Regions from separate parts of the Zea mays genome. Here region 2 is linked to region 1. Evidence: chromatin contacts called from public Hi-C data. All regions are on one chromosome and are shown on one strand. Each heading gives the region's core, a stretch centred on a gene start, on an enhancer-like site or on the middle of the called end of the contact. The rest is flanking DNA. Distances are from core to core; before and after follow the strand shown.

The links. Hi-C and Micro-C count contacts between places; a contact is called where the count stands out from the background.
Region 2: a contact with region 1 is called in a Hi-C map of ear, with 2.2 times the contacts expected there. The contact joins the promoter of LOC100191413 here to the promoter of LOC100501457 in region 1. A contact is called at or near these places in 2 of 25 Hi-C or Micro-C datasets (ear and leaf).

What each region holds. Positions count from the first base shown.
Region 1 is chr1:240,990,576-240,997,888 of Zm-B73-REFERENCE-NAM-5.0, forward strand. LOC100501457 (RNA-binding (RRM/RBD/RNP motifs) family protein) reads right to left here and starts at 3,955. Exons shown (of 9, transcript NM_001196167.1): 1 at 3,723-3,955; 2 at 3,205-3,253; 3 at 2,871-2,959; 4 at 2,705-2,761; 5 at 2,550-2,612; 6 at 2,385-2,450; 7 at 1,377-1,463; 8 at 878-971; 9 at 1-508. The coding sequence starts at 3,827. The coding sequence ends at 39.
Region 2 is chr1:241,245,541-241,252,853 of Zm-B73-REFERENCE-NAM-5.0, forward strand. LOC100191413 (calcium ion binding) reads right to left here and starts at 4,491. Exons shown (of 1, transcript NM_001136847.1): 1 at 2,183-4,491. The coding sequence starts at 4,363. The coding sequence ends at 2,450.

The DNA of each region.
Region 1 (7,313 bases), core at 2,705-5,204:
TTGCACATTGACCACACGGTACTTTCCTTTGCGTGTGTTTAACCAGATGGTGGTGGAGGCGGTGGCGGCATAGACATGGGAGGCGGGGGCATTCCACCTTGTTGTGATGAGGGTGGGGGTGGGGGTGGCATCCACATATGTGGTGCTGACATACCGGTGGGAGGAGGTGGCGGCCTTACCATGCCAACCGGAGGGGGCATCATATTTGGTGGTGGTGGCCTCATCGGGAGCCTGTACTGGAGTTGAGATGACATGTGGGGAGGCATAGAATGTTGAGCGGGCCAGGCAGGTTGCCCGTGCATCTGCATTGGAGGGGGGAATTGTCCAACAGGTGGTGGTGGTGGTGGTTGTCGAATGTGTTGAATCTGTCCCGGAATTGTGCCATTGCCAAAAGGCCGTGGCACAGGCGGACCACCATTTGGAAGACCTTGGGTCGGCGGACCACTTGCAAACATTGTGTGTGGCCTATTCTTCTGAGATCCTGGATTGTTTGATGCCAGCAGTCGCTCTGTCAATGGAAAACAACATATTAGATCGTTGTGAGTGTAAAAATATTGAAGAAGGACCGTTAGGATGTAAAAGGACAATTCAGTTGAAGAATTTTTATAAGTATCCTGTTTTTAAGAGCTAAAACAACTTCTTCGTGAACTAGCTCCTGTTTGGCAGAGCTTGAGCTCAATTCTTTTTAAGCTGAGCCAAGCAGATCTCAAGACTAAGAATGGAAATTTCACTTGTGTACGCGGGCGTGTGTATGTAAAATACGGTTTGCTTGGAGACTCTGGATTAGGATGAAATATAAATATTGAGTGAACTGAAGAGTAACCCATGTGCTGGTTGCCAGTGAATCAACTGGATCAATGTCATCAAAACACATTACCTGCTGGTGTGCCATGGCGCTCTCCTTTTGTGTCTTTCTTGTAAGCATAAGAGACAGTGATTGGCCGGTTGCACAAATGTTGGTTGTTCATGGCCTGAAAAATACAGCACAGAAAGAAGCATGAAACAAAAGCCAGACAACCAAAATCACTAAGGGCCTGTTCCTTGTAGTGCCACTCCATGTGGATTGTAGTGGATTGAGTGGGTTTGAATCCCCTATCAAATCAAAATCCTTCTTAACTTCTTTTAATCCCCTCCAATCCATATGGGATGGGAATAACCGAACAAGGCCTAAAAGGTCAGACCCAGTGCTGGAGGCTCCCACATGAGTTGGGTCTGAGGAGGGATAAAGCAAGGAAAACCTTGTCCCGCAAATACGGAAAAGCTGATTCGAACCTAAGACCTGGTGACTCAATGAGATAGCTCTCATCACTGAACCAGGCCTGCCCTTGAATCATTGCAAATTGGAATACAAGAAATCATTGTGATGATTACATTACCTCTATTGCTTGATCAGATGACTCGAAGGATTCATAGCTCACAAAGCCAAAGCCTCTAGAATTTCCAGTTTCAGGGTCTCGCATTATCTTTGACAAAAGAAAAAGATTAATAAACTACTGCAGGTGACAACTATGCTTCAGAAAATAACAGACACTGCATACACATGAGGTGTTACTCCTAAAACCATCTCTAATTTTATAACAGATACATACATCTTACAAGACGACTGATTAGATGAGTTTATCTTAGAACATGCACACATGGAGTTGTGCCCAGAATACCCCAAAAGATCTATGAGCAATATCAAACAGGATAATGGTTACCATGATTTTAGCTCATATAATCTCTCAGCTATTATTGTATTTTGTACAAACGAAAGCAGATAGAGCTATCAACTGATAAGCGCTTCATAATTTGAAATCGACTAAACACCATTACACACAAGTTCAAGTGACACAAGACCTTGAAAGTAATTGAATCATGAAATGTAAGTATAGTGAGTTCAGTTTATCCTAAACTACCACATGTATTTTGGTTTAGGAGTTTATATAATACCGCTGCTCGTAAATCAGATATTATATTCGCCTGTTCAGCTGTTAGATCATTAGCAGAAAAGAGAAAATGTTAGGGCCCCTAAGGTAGGTTAGATAGAGATAAGGCTAGTTTGGGATAAGATTAGAATTAGAGATAAGATTAGATCTAGTGCTCAGAGGTCAAGTAACCCTCTCTATATAAGGAGAAGGATTGTATTGTATCAATTGAAGGTAAGCAAGAGATTAGGAGGAAATCCCTTCTCCCTTGCCAGCCGTGGGTAAAGCCCTACGGCCGGCCTCCCCAGCGCCCCTAACCCTAGCCGTCGCCCTCTAACCCTCGCAGCCCCATCTAGCGATCAGTACTCGCGATCCTAGGAACCACATAACATCAGCCCCAAACGCTGACCATAACAGAAAACAACAAATCAATATAACTTGGCATGATTCATGAAGATAAAAGTTGTCGTGCGTCACCTTAGGATTAGTCACAATCACTCCAAATGCACTGAAGGTATCATAAAGGAGCTTTTCATCAACATCCTGTTAACAATGCAAACATGAAAATATACTCAGTATTCAGATGGATTGATTCAAATGAATTGAAGAGCTGATAATAAAGAGTAGGATTTAGGCCTTCACCGGATCAAGATTGCCAATAAACAGATTTGCTCCAACGTCCAAGCTCTTCTTATCCTGTGAAGCCTGCAATATGAAAACATAATTATGTTATGTTCAAACGATACTTGTTTTTTCAAAGCCACAATGATAAAATACTAAAGGTGACGTGAAAATACCTTGTTTACTCTTATGGGCTTCCCATATAGTTTGATCATGTTCAAAATCTTAATGGCCTGTGGAAAGCAAACAATTTAGATAAAAGGGTAACTAAATATGGATGGGGCAATCAACCAGAGGAAATATAAAAGGTAAACAATGACTTTGCAAATATAATAGACTTACATAATCTGCATCTTCCTCACTCCTGAATTCTACAAATCCATATCCCTGGTGTAAATTTGTAACTCTGTCTTTTGGGACATACACATTAACTACAAATGGAAGAATAGTGATTCTGTTAATAAAAGTAAAAAGGAATGTATTTGTTTTATATCTAAAAAAACATCAATAACATAATAATATAGACAATCAAAAACCAAAGAAAAAAGAATAAAAAATGCTGAAAGGCAATTATTCAACAAAACGCACAAATGCTGTTATAGGACAAGAAAAAAGTGCTACATACAGCAAAACTCTCATCTCACTACAGAAAAATATATTTAAAAAGTCCACTTACCAACAGGGCCTGCTTGGACAAATAATTCCCATAGAAGCTCCTCGGAAACCTATTAGATATGGTCATATGGAAGAACTGTCAGCACAGATACTGAAGAAACAATGTATGACCATATACTACAGGATGTTCATTGTTTACTATACAGGAGAAGGAGCAAAGATGTGCTCCGCCAGGAGAATTACTATGTGCGTATGAATCTGAAGGGCTAAACAGCAATGTTCATCCCAACCTAACAATAGCAGTACACTTTACGTATAGTTTAAGATGTAATGTACTTTAACAACAACGATTGTAACATTACCACCTAGCAAAAACACGCACAGTTTTCACAGCAACCATTCAATCTGCCGCCACTCGCGCTGTCCTTGCAATATCGTTGCGCCGCCGCCACTGTACCTTCGATTAAGGAGCAGCGACTTACTCACCCGTTCACGCAAGTAATTCTGTGCTTCGGGGATATCTTATTAAGGGCGTGGATCTAAGGGCCGAAATAGCGAGGGGTTTTGTGGAACCCTAACCTGAGGGTCGAGGTTGCCGACGTAGGTGGTGGCGTCCTGGTTGCGCTCCGCCGAGTGCTGCCCGAGCAGGTTCGCGCCCACGCCCGGCGCTATGCGGATCGTCATGGCTGACTTGCTGGCCCCTCCGTCGCCGCTGCAAGGCGCGGCGGGGTCACTGGACGGCAGCGGAGAGCTGTGGACGGGACGCGGAGCGACGCGGCGGTGCTGAGGAGAGGTTTTGGTTGAGGTTCTCGGGTCGGGCCAGAGTGCCAGACCGCCAGAGTCCCTTGCTTACTGGCCCAGTTCCACGTCGAGGCTGTGCAGAGAAAGGCGGTAAGCGATTTCGGGCCAGGCTGTTAACACCGTGGTCCATGGGCCTTCCAAATGTTTAAGCTTTCTTCTGAAATGCAGGGATTCCAGGGAAATCATGCAGTACAGGGATCAATTCATTTTTACAAGAAAAATTGTAGGAAACAGAGAAAAAAAATCCGTATTTCAAAGGGAGCCGTAAAGACGAACCTCAAAAGATGTTCATGGTTTCAGCGTTGGCTACGTTCCTACTTTCCATTGATGTGACCCAACTACCGTCTACTATAAAGTTGTTCATGGTTTGCAGCCATCTTCATAAACACATTGAACCCAATGCAGTTCCTGATTTACCAGGCCTTTTGTCCTTGATGCTACACTCGCCTCCCATCAAACGTTCATCTGGTCAAGGTTACGCCCAGCGCCCTCAGCGCAAGGAAGAATGCAACCACAGCTATGGCCACTGCTACGCGCCTACGCCGCACGCCAGGCCTTCTCCAAATCCTGAGGATGCTGGTACATCAGCCATGGATGCAGCAGCGTCCACTCCCTATGATGCTATCCGTATGGATTGCCTGGCTAGTTCCGACAAGAACCATTTTGCCCCACAATAGCGCATTTATTGTACTGTCAGCTTACGACAAGTTCTGAATGCTTGTGACCCTTTTTTGTTATTATTAGGCCAACGAGTGAATTAAACAATGGCCAATGGGAGAGTCCAGAACTTTTGGGTACTGAGTACTGACTGTGTGAATGCGTGATGGGTAGGTAAGTTGATCACCCTTCACGACCGGAATCATGGACTTAGTCGGGGGATACTTAACTCGTTTTCTGATCCCTGAAAATATCCAGGGCAATGATACATAGAGAGGGTCCTTGGTGATCATTGAGATTGGGGACGAATAAATCTTAAATGCCGTTTGGTTTACAAAATTTAATGTAAATAGTAACGATAATTATTCACACTTGATTATCAGCGATAACAAATTTAAATATGATAATATTAATTTTCTAGTGTAGTATTTTATTATAATTGGACTTAAACAAACATATAGTTTAACGTTATCGGTTACTGAACGGACCAATAATTCAGCTGTCTAAATCAGTATATGTGCATGCGGAGAAAACAACATGCAACTGTTGTTGGTGGTGCTCCGTGTGGACATCTCCAATTATTGTGGGAAAGGGTTAAAAAAACTCAGAACCGAGTGCTTCTATTTTGTTAGATTAGAACGAACTGGCCCGTCTAGTTTGAAGATGACAGCTCTGGATACTATTCGTTCCAGTAATCTTCTAAACAATTTAAACCGACTTGGATCTTGTGACGCTTCTAAGAATACTAGAACATAAAAGCGCCCTTACGGGCGTCCTACCAGAACACAAAAAATTAAGAAATGTTTATAACAATGCAAACAATTATCCCTAAAAATTGTAATGACCTTTTGTACACCATACTTGCCATGATCTGCAGTTAGATTTAAAAGACTTGAATGAATAAAAACGACGTGTCTGAGGATTTGTACTTCTCAAGACGAATCATTCTCAATTATCATTCAGCTATGATGCCCATTTGTGGTTTGCTTTATAGGTCAATATATGTTCTGCTTGTAATCGACTTTTCCTGATATATAGCCGTGTTAGCCTATTTTTGATGAATGGTAATTGCTTCTGAAAATGAACCAGCAGCACACATATAATATTAGTTAATATGAGTTTCTTTCCTTCAAGTAGAGAGCTTGGCGATTTCAAGGCATTCCCCAGGTTCGATTGCAGGTTTTGCAACAACGGTTGTCCCTAGACATTGGGGATGCACAAAGGTAGCAGAATCAATGGCTGCACCTGTAAATTGGAACAAAGATGATGATCATCATTTGTACTCAGTGTAATGAATGTTCTATTCGTGAGTAGTACCCGTAAATGATAAATACATAGCCCCTGATCTTCTCCACATATATCTTGCACTCGGGGCACCTTGCCACTTGCTCTCTTGTTCAACCTTCCTCGGCAGTAGGTCCTCTCTGCCCTGCTCATCCTTCCTCGGTCGTTGGAACTTGAACTCTGCGCAAGCGACACCAGTGTGTCATGGAACCTTACACTGGGCACAGAACATCCGGCAGCAGTGTGGGCACTCCACATTTGCTATCAATGCCTCACCATGCTCAGGATCATCATCCACAGAGCAAAGCATTCCGTCAAGGGGCAGTAGAATCTGAGTGAACCCAATGACGAGTCACAGAGTGGAAGGCATCTTGTAGGGGTTTCAGTAGAACCATTTTATTCTTGATCTCCTGCTAATATGCCAACCCATCAACATACATGTGACTCAAATCTTTGTAAAGAAAATTGATAACCCACCAAAGACATATGAATCTCGACCAAGCGACTTAGATTGTAGCATTTCATCGCCAACATGAAGAAAATGGTACTCCCTAGAAGTACACATAAATACATAATGATACAGAAAGGAGAAACCCATTACAAATGCTAAGTTATTGGTCAATGCATGAAAAGGTTGTGACATATAGTACAGTGATATTAAGAAAAAAATACACAATGAGCGGAATATGGAAGTGCTGGAAGCTAAAAAAACAAATCGGGTTAGCTCATAATACAATGTGCCTCTGAAGGAGTTTAGCTAAGACTCATAATATTTTTAGTTTTGTGTCCCAATATCTACAAATACAAATATCCTAGCAAAAGTGGTCTCATGTTGACTTATCCAGACGAAATGATGTGCAATTTATATTGGAAAATACAACCATTTAGTGATTCCGTATGTAGAGATTCTATCTTAGTTTCAGGGGCACATTGTTAAATTTTATTTGCGGGGGCAGTCAATATAAATGTACAAGCAAAGGAAACTGAGTTCTAAGCTTATATGCCATCAATTCTACTAAACCGATGCCATCTTGTGAAACAACTATATATCGTATCCGTGTTGAAGCTGTTGTGTACTATGTACAAAGAGTAATTCCATGAAATTGGTAAGCTGTTTTTAAAGAACATGAAATAGGTAATCTTAAGGTAGCAACTCAGTGCTCAGATGAGTACTCCAAATGAATAAGTGATGTCATTCTGAAAATGGCACTCCTAGAAATATGACCATCTGCACAGTACATGTCAGGAACATCATATCAAGGCCAAGAGTACCAACTTTAGGCATGTAATTCCTCATTATTTTGTATCTTCCCCACAAGCCGATGATTGTTTCTGTCAGGTCTTACACAAAATAGTAACAACCATTGCTTAACGCATATCTGAACAATGAGTTATCAGTCATTTCCCCCAAAGTGCTCAACACATTAT
Region 2 (7,313 bases), core at 3,241-5,740, 260 kb after region 1:
AACGAACTAACTGATACTTATCCATCTAAACAAATTAATTGATGCTTATTCATCTAAACAAACTAACTGATGTTAACAACAAACTAATTGATGCTTATTCATCTAAATACGCTGATATGGGATGCCAGTCAGAACATCATATATTTTGCTTTAAGAAATACTCGACAAAGTTATTTATTTTGAATCATTATAACTCTATGTAATCTGAAATTGTTTAATACTTTAAATTTTCTCGCTATTTATTTTGAAACATTAGAGCTCTATGTAATATGAAATTGTTTAATACTTTAAATTTTCTCACTTGAGGTAATCGTATAGATTTAACATTGTTTTACTATTCTTATTTTCTTCTATTTTACTATAATTATTGAGGATATAAAAAGAAAAACTAATGACACAAACATTGAGATTGATCTAGGGTCCTCCAAAATCCAGAGTCAGCCCTGAGCATAGGTACATGCACAATGAAGCAATACAACAAAACAGATGACGAGACATCAGCTAACTTGAGTCAAGAGTTACTTGCATGATCGAGACATCAGCTAACTTGAGTTAAGAGTTACTTGCATGATCGGGCAAGCATACGAGGTAGGCATGCTAATTCTTATCAGTTTGCTCTTAGTGATCAGACTTCTAGATTTTTTGTGTTGACCATGGACAAATAATACAGAGTTGTGTTCATGTGGTTTGCTTAGGCACAGACATGTCAAAGATTAGCATGGTTTATTAAACATCTTACGATAAATTGTATTAATTCATAGATTTCTTAGGCATGTACTGTAATTAAATATAGCTTTGATTTTGTTGTATCCCATCTTAGTTGCAAGCTTCTATTATTGAACTGAAATTGAGGTTGACATATTTTCCTTTCTGAATTTTGTGTCGCTTGCCATTTGGTAAGGTCTAAATCTGAAAGCATGAACACGGTTTTCTTCCTCTTTTTAGATTACTGAATGGATGAGCAACCGATCTATAAAAGAGATATAAGAATGTATGATAGTCTATATTTTTCCCACTGAATTTTATGTTGCCAATTTTCTCAAGTATATAAGTGCAGGAGATTCAAATATTAGTCAGGGTGTCTTGATACATGTTGAGCCTTCGCTTCAAGTTTTATGTCTAGTAACATATAAATTTTTTATTCTAGACAAGGATCATCAGTTCAACAATCTCCTCTAGCTGCCCCTTCAGCTGGATCTCCATCTCAAGCTACTGCAAATCCACAAGGAACCAGTGGTATTCAAGGAGCCTCTTCTACCGACAATAAATTCAGTAGCAGGAAACAACTTCCAGCGGTATGTCATATATGATTAGTTGCATGTTTTGTGTCTTCTAACGTTAATGAGCATTTTCTTGATTGAATGTCATGTCACTGAGTGGAGTTTTATTTGACAAGCACTACATATGTTGTCAGGTAGTTAAGTGAAAGACTCTAAATGTTGCGGGTTTGTAACTAGGTAGCCTTTAGGTCGTGCTAACTACTTATTATCTGATCATTGCAACTTATAAATTTTGGACGATGAACAACTTATAAATGTACCAAGCTCTGTTCTTAAGGCGTCGCCTAGGCGTCCGGGCGGTGGTCTAACGCCTAGGCGCCTTGCCCGCCTACCTCGCCTAGGCGTCGCCTAGGCGCCGCCTAGGCGTCCGGGCGGTGCTCCAACGCCTTGGACCGCCTTACCGCTTTAAAAACCATGGTACCAAGATTGTATGTATATCATCGTATCTCATGTTTATTCATGTAAAAAAGAACAATTAATATTATGTTATTTCAGTACTCTTATATGCAATATCCCTTCTTCTTTATATACACATTTTTGACATAATCATAAAAAAATGCATGCAGGGCGCGCGTTAGACACTAGTTGACATATCAGTCCGACACATTCCATGGCTGATGTGACTATGTGAGCTGAGAAACCAGGCTACCTGACCACAACAAGGTCAACAGGAAGGCAGGCTTATCAAGATGACAATCACCAAGTACCCGCGAACTCAACAAAGGATGGTTCTTCAGTTTAGCAGCATAAGGTATAGAGGCAGGAAAGGCGAGCAATGCAGGTAACAAGGTGTACTGAATATTGATGTTCGTGTTAGATTTATTGAACTGAATTTATATTTGTCAAAGACAACAAATATGAAAAAACACACAAATCATAGAATGGAGAGTAACATGGGTCATGGTGGAAAAATCCAAGTGAGCTATATAGAAGAGATACAGAAGACAACTGCAATAATGCATGTTCAACTAAACAGCACAAGCCCAATGCATGAACTGAATGTACTAATGTAATCTGGAAACACAAAACAGTGGTATAACAAAAAGTGATACCAGCTACTTAGCTACAACAAGACTAGGCGTGGCATAAGAGACACCAATAACACAGTCGAAAATATCCTCTGAAGCATAATATTTCATAGTATCAGCTCACCTTAGCCCACCAAATGTTCAGGAAGAAGCTGAGCATGTATTCACGCCATCCTTGCAATCACGTGTAAGCTCGTTGAATGTCTCCACATGCCTCTTCCCCCTCAAGAATACCTCAGTGTCAACTGCAATCCTCATATAGCCATCAAATTCTACTGGCTGACCATTGCTCAGCTCCTTAGTTTCAGTGAACCACTCACTATTCTCATCCCACAGGTACTTGAAATCATCAAGGAAGTGTGTTTTATACTTTTCCTTGAGTGGGTTAAAGAACGATTTGTCAGGTTCATTGGTAGCAATGTACAAATACCGGCCAGCACCAACCTTATCATTAAGTGCCATAAGGAGACTGTCTGGTGAGGTATCTCTGTCAAGGTTTGGCCAAAGTTGTGTGTTCTGCGCTTTCTCCCCTCTGACAACATGGACCGAGTCAAAGTCCCAGTTCATCCGTGAGGCAATGGCAGATACAATCTCCATCAAGCGACGAGATTTCCACAGGAAATGCCATGGGCGCTTGATTATTCCCTCAGTCTCACCCTCGCACACACGTGACCAATAGTTATCAGGCTCAACATTCCCAAACTTCCTCATGATCAATGTGTCCTTGATGTCACGAAGTTTCATTGGGGTCATCCTGATGTCTTCAGTGTAGAAGTTCTTGAGCCTATCTTTCTTGTGCCACTGTCCCCAATCTTGCCAGAACTGGCTCTGGTCAATCACGGACGCAGATTGCTTCAAATGCTCAAAATCAAAGTAGAGCCTGAAATCTCTTTCTTCATCCTTGCCACTCGAAGTATACCGTGCATTGAGGCAGACATTCAAGTCCATGACAAGAGTCCGGTTCAAGAATTGTGCCTCACCAAGGGCACACAAGAACCCCCAAATGAAATGGTTCATGCTCTTGCACCTCTCGCCACCACCAATGTAAATAAGGTACTTACCACGGCTGAAATCAGACTCAGAAGCAACCACTGGCAAGCTGTCATTGACAGCCTCACCAACAACAAACACCGGCTCCGCTGCAGCCCCAGCAGCCTCATTGTTGGCGGTGTTCTCGTCCAGCCTAATCTGTGTCTTAACCGGCACGAAGTCAGTCACAGGTGCATCCTGCTTTCCCTTCTTCCCTTTCTTCCCCTTGCGCCGTCCATTGCGCTTGGCACCCACACCCGAGTGGTATTCACCCACGGTGTCGACGACGAGGCTGCAGGTGTTGACGTCGCGGGTAAGCGTGAACCGGCGGTAGTCCTTGTAGTATGTGGTCCGGCCGGTGCCGATGGCGTCGGCAGCGGGGCGGAAGCGCCACGCGAGGTCACACTCCATGGGACTCCCCGGCACCGCCACGGGACGGCCAAAGCGGTAGAAGTGGAGGTCGGGGAACCGCTCGATGGCCGCGCGCATGAGCAGGTTGAAGAGTTCCCTGTCTCCTGTGCAGTCCACGGGCGCCTCCGTGTCGCAGGAAACCGCCTCCGCAACGGCGGTTTCCTCCGCCACCGCTGCACCCTCGCCCGTGGCCGCATCAGTGTCGACGGTGACGGCCCGCTCCGTCTCGGGCTCCGTCTTCTCGGCCTCGGCGCCAACTTCGGAGAGCTTGATGAACGGGACGGCCTCCGCGACGACTTCGACACCCCCAGCGGCGACCTCGCCGGCGGCGCCGGTGGACGAGGAGTTGAAGTCCTCCCCGGTGCGCAGCACGGAGTCGTCAGTGAGGAAGGTGGAGGTGGAAGTGGCGGAGGTGAGGAAATCGGTGAGCTGGTGAGAGGACGGGTGGAGGAGCGGATCGTCGGGGCTGTGGAACGCCGCGAGGAGCGTGAATGCGAGCACGGCCGCCACGAAGAGCGCGAAGAGGAGGTTGCCCCCCGACCGCAGCGCGGCGCGAAGGTCTGGCACCCCGCCGCGCCACCGTGGCGCGGACAGTGCCGCCGCCCGCCCCAGCATTCGCGGATCTGGATTCGGATTGGGAGTGAAGTGGGGGAATAGGAGGGATCTGGCTGGAGGGGGCGGAGTGGCGGACGCCGACAAGGCGACAGGACGCGAGCGAGCGGGCGTGGAGATCACTCCTCCCGTCCTCCGTACTGGGCACGCGGCCGCCGGTAGTGGTAGCTTAACGGAGTTGCAACATTTGTCGGTCGGCCAGCCGGCCCGTTGACTGTTGCAAACTGCGGCCCGGGGATTTCGGCCTGGCCTGTTCATGGGGTCTCACGGGCTGCGTTGGGCCTGGGTTATCCATGGAACTTTTCTATTTCACCTATAGATGGCAATGGGTCTCGATCCCGATTATCCGCGAAGAATTCTTTCATTAAGGACTAGTTTGATAACCCCATTTTCCATGGTATTTCTAATTTCCCAAGGGAAAATAAACTTTAGAAAAATGAAAAACTCGTGGGAAAAATGGAGTTCTCAAACTAGCTCTAAGAGATAGTTTGGGGAATTGGATGAAATAAAATCCACTCCTTATTCAATTTGGAATAAAAAGTGGATTTTAGTCCCTCAAATTTCCTCCGGTTTTAGACTCTCAAACTAGCCCTAAGGGATGAGGATAGAGAAGTTTCTTTCCCCACGAGGATGTTAATGGGGAAAAATTCTCCCCCGACAGTAAACGGGGACTTCCCCGTGGGGACCCGTTAAGCTTACATCTGACGGTGTTTTATAATAGTTAATGATAAAAATAAACAATGACATTGTCAAGAGATCACTTGTTGTACAAATATGTTCATTTTGATGTACACATAATATTTTTTTACATCTCACAATGTGTATAAATGACAATGTTTCCATTAATAACAAAGAAAGTATGTCTTGAGTATAATTTACGCGGGGATGGAGATCCCCGATGGGGATTTATCCCGCAGGTAATGGTGATGGGAAAGAAATGTCCCCCGCAACCATTCAGGGGATCTCCATGGAGAATTTTTTTTTTCTCTCGGTGATGGAGATGGGGAGGTACAACCCGACAGGGAATTCCTCGTTGCCATCCCTAATTGCACCACCTTAGCACTCATCACATGCTGGAATTCTCGTGAAAGGTCTGATATCCTAAGGATGTCTTCAGCAGATCGTGCATATAGTTATATAAAACATGTTTTGTATTGTATACCGCATTGTTCATATAGTGAAGTTTAGAATACAAGATATGATAGAAGATAGAATGAGAAAGTTGTTGGAGACAGTCTAATGGTTATAGGAATCTCGCCTAGTGTAAAAGGAACGAGGTGTGGTTTTGGTGGGAGAAGGAAGCTAGAGATAAGACATTAATGATTAATGCAAGATAAAATCTACATAGTTTAGCACTAAAAGTTCATCAGTTCATCATGATCTTCTAGCGTGTTTTGATGGCTAAATAACAAAATAATTATAATTAACAAAATAATGAGTTTGATGAATCCCTAAGTAGGTTTCGGTGCTAATGATGATATAAAACTCATGTCATACCTTCAATGGTTTTAATAAGCCAAAAATAGATAAAGAGAAATGAGCATGGTGTGGCCTCAAATAGTAGTTTGCTTTGCATGAACAAGAAGAGATTTATAGTGGATTGTTATTGATCAAGTATTGAAGAATGAGTTAGGAATGGGTAGGCAAATAAATTATAGGCAAAGGTTAAATGATAAAGTATACAATATATAATGAATATAAGATAGTCTTGATATTGGTTTGCTTTATGGACAAAGACTTAGAAAATCACTATGCATTGATATTGATCAAGTTGGAAGAATAAAGAAGGACAATGTTATTATGAACAAACATTGAAATGCATATTGAGGGTGCCAGGCTAAAATGAATGATATAAGAAATCATGAATTGGCTTGACCATATTTGGAATATGACTTGGATATGGATAATGTTTGTATGTGTCTTCAAATGGATGTTGCTTACTTTTGTGGTGGATGAGAGCTCTATGCCTCTATCCTAAGCTTCGTGAGACACTCTCAACCCTATCTTTGTGAGATCAAACATTATTTGAGAAATCTAAGTGTTGGGTTGAGAGATTGAATTGGAGAGTAAAAGAAAGCAACCCAAACAAGAAGAACTTGTCAAATTCATGAAGCATTTGCTACTCTCGGTGTTTCCTAGACAGAAATTTTCTTGAGGGTGAATAATGACAACCTCACATATGGAGAGTTATCATCAATGGAAAGTTGTGTTGGTGTAGGGATTCATACATCGAATAGGCCAAAGCTTGACATTCTCAGAGATTTTGTTGATGTTGAATGTCCTCATCTCACATCCGAAGAATTATCATAGAAGGAAAGTTGTGTTGGTGCATGGACCCATACATTGAATATGCACTAGTATCCCTCGGTCTGTCATCCCTCGTCCTTAACACTGTTTGTTGAAATTAGAATTGCAAAACCTTCGTTGATGCCATAGCCATACCATACCACTCATGTCATGGCCTGATCGTCTCAAAAAATTTATGTCATCTTCCACCTCCCTTAAAAGTTAAAACGCACAGTATATGTGTACAATAGTCATCTAATTAAATTGTGTTGATATCCTTTTAGTTTCTCACACAAGATTATTTTTTATTTCGCTAGCATTTAGTATGAGGCATGGAAGCTGTTTGATTCAAAGTTAGATAAATATAATTAAATCACAAAATAGCTAGCTCATTAACATTGACACAAGCGATACACAATAAATTCCACATTGTGTTTGCTAATAACTAATTGAATGGGAGATTCATAACTATAGATTTTCTAGGTATAGAAAAAAAAATCTTCAAGGTATAGGTGGACATAAGGGGATCCATTCGAGTTAAGGGCATATTTGAAATGTGATTTTTTATGTTTATCTGTTTTCCTATAAAATTCCTGCTAAGGCCATACCTTGGATTTGGTGGCTCATGAACTAAATACATAATTGGGTCCTAAAAACAAGGAAACCA